Linked DNA regions of Mus musculus: region 1 is linked to region 2. The links are chromatin contacts, called in public Hi-C maps. All regions are on one chromosome and are shown on one strand. The core of a region is the stretch at or near the end of the contact, and the rest is flanking DNA. Distances in the headings are between cores, read along the strand shown. Region 1 overlaps Macrod2 (mono-ADP ribosylhydrolase 2). Region 2 overlaps Macrod2 (mono-ADP ribosylhydrolase 2).

Evidence for each region. Hi-C and Micro-C count contacts between places; a contact is called where the count stands out from the background.
Region 1: a Hi-C map of cerebellum shows a contact between it and region 2, with 2.4 times the contacts expected there. The contact joins two enhancer-like sites. A contact is called at or near these places in 1 of 39 promoter capture datasets (hippocampal neurons) and 3 of 484 Hi-C or Micro-C datasets (brain, cerebellum and ventral hippocampal neurons).

Annotation. Positions count from the first base shown.
Region 1 is chr2:141,816,112-141,819,069 of GRCm38.p6, reverse strand. All of the region lies in intron 8 of Macrod2 (mono-ADP ribosylhydrolase 2), which reads right to left. Among named protein-coding and RNA genes, the nearest start is that of Gm25583, 180 kb to the right of the region's middle. Within about 2 kb of position 1,424, at least 7 of the 459 cell types and tissues checked have an H3K27ac peak or open chromatin away from gene starts, as enhancers often do. A contact at or near this core is called in cerebellum and hippocampal neurons, where this site is marked.
Region 2 is chr2:141,616,839-141,619,794 of GRCm38.p6, reverse strand. The region is part of intron 6 of Macrod2 (mono-ADP ribosylhydrolase 2); the gene reads right to left. Among named protein-coding and RNA genes, the nearest start is that of Gm25583, 22 kb to the left of the region's middle. Within about 2 kb of position 1,339, at least 12 of the 459 cell types and tissues checked have an H3K27ac peak or open chromatin away from gene starts, as enhancers often do. A contact at or near this core is called in cerebellum and hippocampal neurons, where this site is marked.

The DNA.
Region 1 (2,958 bases), core at 175-2,674, 200 kb before region 2:
ATCACTCTCTGTTAAAGTGGGCCAAGAGGGGAGGATGCATGTACATCATACATAAGGGTGGACTTTAACAAAGGCTGATAATGGGTTATATGAATACAATACTTTGGGGTCTTGCCAAAGACCCTATCCAAGACAGGTCTTTTCTCTCCTCTTGAGAAAAAACTAACAATGAGGCTGAAGAAGCTTTTCCTCATGAAGTAAGAAGAGTGGGACAGAGCATATGGATAGCCTTACCTCCATGTCTCAGAGTTTTTGATTGACATACCTGGAGGCATGGTGGCTAACTGGCAGTGGGCTTGCTAAATTACATTATCCTAAGACATATGGGTCTTCAGGAACAAATAAGTATGGAGCACAAAACCAACCTAAAGACTAGAGTGCCCATTGCACAGATGGTGAGGTAGTGTGAGGGAGGGCATACCATCTATTTGGTTAGCTCTTGCACAGAGCAAGATATGTTAGCCCCAAATTTTGGAACATCTTGCCAAGAGATAGAAGATTCCTTAAGGCTTGGCTTTACCTCTAAAAGTAGGATTAAGAATAATAAGACAAAAGGACAAGACTGGCTTCTGACAAGCAATCTAGTACTTCTCACAATTTCAGCACAGATATTCTAAGAGTAGGAAACATTTTGTGAGATAGAAAAAAAAGAAGAAATGAAAGGAGGAAAAGAGGGAGGGAGGGAAGAATGGGGAATCCTATAATGCACAAATCATCAGAGTTATTCTTGAGTAAATGCAGCATAGCATGTCCGAAAGCCTGTGAATCAATTTCTTCAGTTATGTCACAGCTGATGAGCATCATGGCTTCCACCTACAGATCCTCTTGAACAAGTCCAAAGATACTATTTTAGAGGAGCATATGAGGTTGCTGATTCTTATTAGCATAACTCCATTCTTGCACAGGATATGAAGATGGGACTTTGTGTTCCAAACACTGATTCTAACCTTAGATACCCCCTCAAAACTATGGCTGCCATTGATACTAAAATGAAGTCATTGCCAGAAGGGAATTCTGAGGATGTCACATGCTCCTTCGAGGCCTCTGTCTACTGGCCATATGCCATGTTACAGAGAGCTGAAGGAAAGCACACTGTGTTCCTTGTAAACAACCATCTCCAGGGGCTGGGTGCATAGAATGAGAGATATAATTTTCAATCATCAATTTAAGCATCATTTCACGTTTCATTTAAGCCCCACCTTTAAGAGCCACAATGATCCTAAGGCATTTCATGTGAGTAACATAAGGCAGTTCTTACACTCTTCCTTTCCTTCCCTCCTGCCCCCCCCCATGTGATTCCAAAACAAAAGTGACAAATAATTTTTAACACTGCATATGTTCAAAGACCTCTGCCAAGAAGGGGAAAAAATAACCTTGGCACCAGAAGCTAAAGTGTCACCATTCCTTTGTGATCTGTAGTGTGGAAACTGTGTCCTTTGCCTTGTCAAATTAGCATGAGAATTGCATGCGTAGTGGCAGTGTTCAGGGGAATGATGGGAAATTTCTTCAGTCGACTTCTAATTCTGTTTCCGAAGGTGAAGAAACCTATTCAACTCTTCAATAAACCCTGGTTTAGTATTTGAATGGTGGCACAGGGAAGTGGCAGAGCCCACTATTTTCCATGTAATAAGAACCAATATCTTGGGGCTGGGAGATGACTTAGTGAGTTTGCCTTTACTGTATAATCATGAGAACCTAGATTTGGAATCTCAGTAGTCAAATATTAAAGCAGGTATTGCTGCACATGCCCATAACTCCAGTGCCAGCCATGACTGGGACAGAAGTAGGAGAGTTACTAGTGTTTGCTGACCAGGCAGCATACCCAGCAAATCCCAGGTAGACAGTGACTGAAGAGGACACTTGATGTTCCCCTCTGGCTTGCATACTCCTTAAACATGCTTATCACACACACACACACACACACACACACAGAGAGAGAGAGAGAGAGAGAGAGAGAGAGAGAGAGAGAGAGAGAGAGAGAGAGAGAGACGCCACAATATAGGTAACATCAGATAAGGTCTAAAACCTTAGATAGAAAATGAGAGCTAGAGCCAGATATGCCCCAGGCTGATACTCTGCCTCTATAGAGTATCATAGCTCATCAAGCCACATCTGTAGGTATGCTACTTAAAGTGACAAAGAGGAAAATCACAGGTGTTGCACTTCTCTCACAAGGCACAGAGTAAACAATTGAAATGACATAGAGATGGTACTTAACATTTTCAATAACAATCTGTTTGTGTAAGATACATAGTTAAAAAATACTTGTCTGGCAGAGCCTCCAAAATGTGTACGTGATGCAACAAAGCTTCTACCTTCCTTCAGCACAGAGGAAAACCAACTTCGAGTTTGAAAAGACAGAGTGGAGTGTCTTCTGTGTCATTCAGCTTCAGCTTCAGCTTCAGCTTCAAGGTACCCACTAAGTAAAGCAAAGGATTCCTCCAGTGACTCCTTCAGTCCAGAATAGGGTCTTGGTTTGCAGGGGGAGAGGTAGCATTATGAGGAAGAACATCAAAAGAAATCTCCATGGAGTAGTTAAAGAAAGGTTCCACACCCCACAGTCTGCATATATGAACAGATGGTTGGCCTCAGGTGAAGCACGGCTTCCTAGCCAGAAGATTGCACACGACCATGGCTTTAACAAGAGCTTTCTAGACTGCTAAGCATTTGCCTCTCTGCTGCTTTATAGTTGATGGAGGTTCAGTTTCCCTCTCCACTGTGCAATTGAGACCTGATTAGAACTCCAAGATGTCCATGTATGAGTTCTCCGGCAAAGCTAGTGGTCTATCTCAGACTATATCGTTCATGCCTTATCTCCTAGGAAGATTTTCTTGAGGAGTTAACAAGTCCTCTACATGCTACAAAATGCATGCTCCCTTAGGGAATTCGAAATATTGAATGTGACCCTGATAAATTGGAAAAAACTCATAACATCAGGCCCTTTTCAGCTTTTAGAGG
Region 2 (2,956 bases), core at 90-2,589:
CTGTTTTTGCAAGGCAGTAATGCAGCATGACTCTGAAGAGATAAGAACGGCTCTGGGGAGGTGTATTCTGAAGAATGATCACAAGAAAAAAGGAAAAACAGTAAGCTTGCAGGGAACAATGTTGGGTGAGTGAAGCACTGTGGGGTGGTCAGAAAGGCATCCTTTGCAGTGATAATACAAACAAAGAAGTAGAACAATGATTGGGGAGGGCAGGAAAAGCCCAAATCTACAGAGTAGTCTTCTGTAGTGAGGGAGGGACATGGTAACCTGGAAAAAAAGTCCAGGCAACTTGATGGTTTTTGAAGGCTCCTGCTCACCATGTGATTCATCTCTCTTCAAAACGAAGGACAAACCAGCATTCTGCTCTCCTCTCATCAAAATCAACCCAAATCTACCCCAGGGAGATGTTAAAAGTTGTCAGAGGAAAAAAGATAAGAAATAGAAAGAAAAGGAAAGGAAAGAAAGAGAGTGAGGAAAAAAAGGAAGGAAGGAAGGGAGGAAGGGAGGGAGGGAGGGAGGGAGGGAGGGAGGGAGGGAAGGAAGGAAGGAAGGAAGGAAGGAAGGAAGGAAGGAAGGAAGGAAGGAAGGAAGGAAGGAAGGGAGGAAATGAAAGAACGAAAGAAAGAAAGAGAGAGAGAGAGAGAGAGAGAGAGAGAGAGAGAGAGAGAGAGGAAGAGGGAAGGAAAAGTAAGAAAGAAGGAGACCTTAAATATTTGATATTTTTGTCCATAAAGTAGAAGACAGTGACTTCATGCTGATTTTTCAAAATGGCTTCTTTTCCTTTGTAGCTACAAGGCCAAATATGTTGTTGGACTTATTAAAGCAATGCTGCCAGGGAAAATATAATAAAGCATGCACTTCTTCAATTATAACATCATGTCACAGGACAGCACAGTAGCTCTTCAGTTATACCTTCACCTCACCAGCAGGACTACAATACACTATCTTTGGATTAAAAAAAAAGAAGGAGAATAAGGAGAAGGAGAAGAAGAAAGAAGAAGAAGAAGAAGAAGAAGAAGAAGAAGAAGAAGGAGGAGGAGGAGGAGGAGGAGGAGGAGGAGGAGGAGGAGGAGGAGGAGGAGGAGGAGGCTGTCCAATTAATTGTTCCAAGAGTTCTATCAATAGAACCCATGCAAATACTAATCATTCCATTGACTGTGTAACATGAGTTTGAAATCATCTCAACAAAACACATCTCTCTGGGGTGATGCAAATGCACTGCTAAGTGCAAGATAAGTTACTCCAGAAATATTTTCCCAGCCCTGCTCAGAGTCCCCAATCATGCTGGGATTCAAGTGCTAGGAACGACTGAGCAGCCAGCTCTTCCATCTGCCCTTCTGTAGGCATGCAGCCAGCAGCCAGCATGATCAACAGCCTCCGGGACATACGACTTACCAGCCAATGAGTAATATATTTTGCTGTTTGGTGCTTTGTCGATTGATTTCTTACAGTGAAAATTGCCAAAGCTCCAACCCACCTGTCAATACTTTCATCTCTGCCCAATTATTTTAAAAGCATAACCGGAATATCAGAAAACACAAAGCCTGACACCTAATGTATAAAAGGCAAAACTATCGACACTCTGCACTGAGTGCCTTAGTCAGTGGAAATAATACTTCAATATATCTAACCATTCATCCACAGAAAGACAGACAGAAAGCAAACACTCATACACATTTTAAATTATTTGGAGATTCTGATCACAGTGAAAATTCCTTAATTCAGTATCACTCCTGCTCATGCTGAATGTGCTAGAGACCAGCTATCATAGATTAAATGGGCTTATTTGAAGGAGCCAACAAAGCCAGTTGTTGATATTAACAAGCTTCAGTGGATGCCAGATGAAATGTTCCAGATATACAGAGTGTACCATTCCAAAGGGGATCATTGAAATTGCGAACAGTGTGCTCATAAACTGAAAAATTAGCATCCTGCTTTAAAATGAACCATAACGGGTGTGTTTACAATCAGAGCTTGGAAAGGGGAGCTGTGCATACTTGTATAATGTGCCATTTGGCAGAGCCTTTAAGGGCTGAGATTCTGGAGGCTCACTCTTCCTGTTCACAAGTTGGGTTTGACCTGTACCAAAGACTTCAGGCTCCTGCTTGATGTTTGGGGACCTTGCCCTCCTTGTCTTGAAAGAAGGAATGATGATAATGTCACCTCATAATATGCTGATAAGTATAGAAAGTAATTTCTAAAATGTTCCCAGAAAGTACCGAGGGTGCACTGAGTTTTAGAGATGTAAGGTGTGTCTTCAGTTTCTTCTGTTCTCACTGGCTCCTCTGGATCTGACCCATACTCAGATTAAATTGGAAAGCACCCTGGGCCTTTTTGGAAAGGACAACAGGTGATTCCATCATGGCAGTAAGGCATGCTGAAGGAGGTCTTGTAGGATAGTGTGTTGTGACAAGTCATCCTGTAGAGATTGAAATAGATTCCCAGGGAAGAAGCTAGTTACTGTAAGAAGGAAAAATATGAGAGAAATGGTAAAGGAAGAAGTCTGAATAAAAATTTTAACACTAACTTATATCTTATATGTCATAATAGGTAGAGTCAAATTATACTGTCATATCATAATTGTGATATGCATGTATGTGTATGCATGCATGCCTCTGTGTATGTGGTTATGTGTGTGTGTGTGTGCGTGTGTGTGTGTGTGTGTGTGTGTGTGTGTGTGTGTGTGTGTGTGTGTAGAGGAGAGAGGCATATAAGAAAAATGCATGGCTAGAATAAAAGCCTTCACACTAACCTGGCAGATAGAGGGAACTAGTATATATTCATTTGATTGGGTTACTTGAAACAGGTTTGCTATGTAGCAGAGGATAGTCTTAAACATCTGATCCTCCTGCTTTTACCCCTCAAATTCTGGGCTTTGTAGAAGACAAGTGCCACCGTGCCCAACTGAGAAAAGGAACTGTTAAAAGTTTAATAATAATGAGGTACTGGTTTGTCC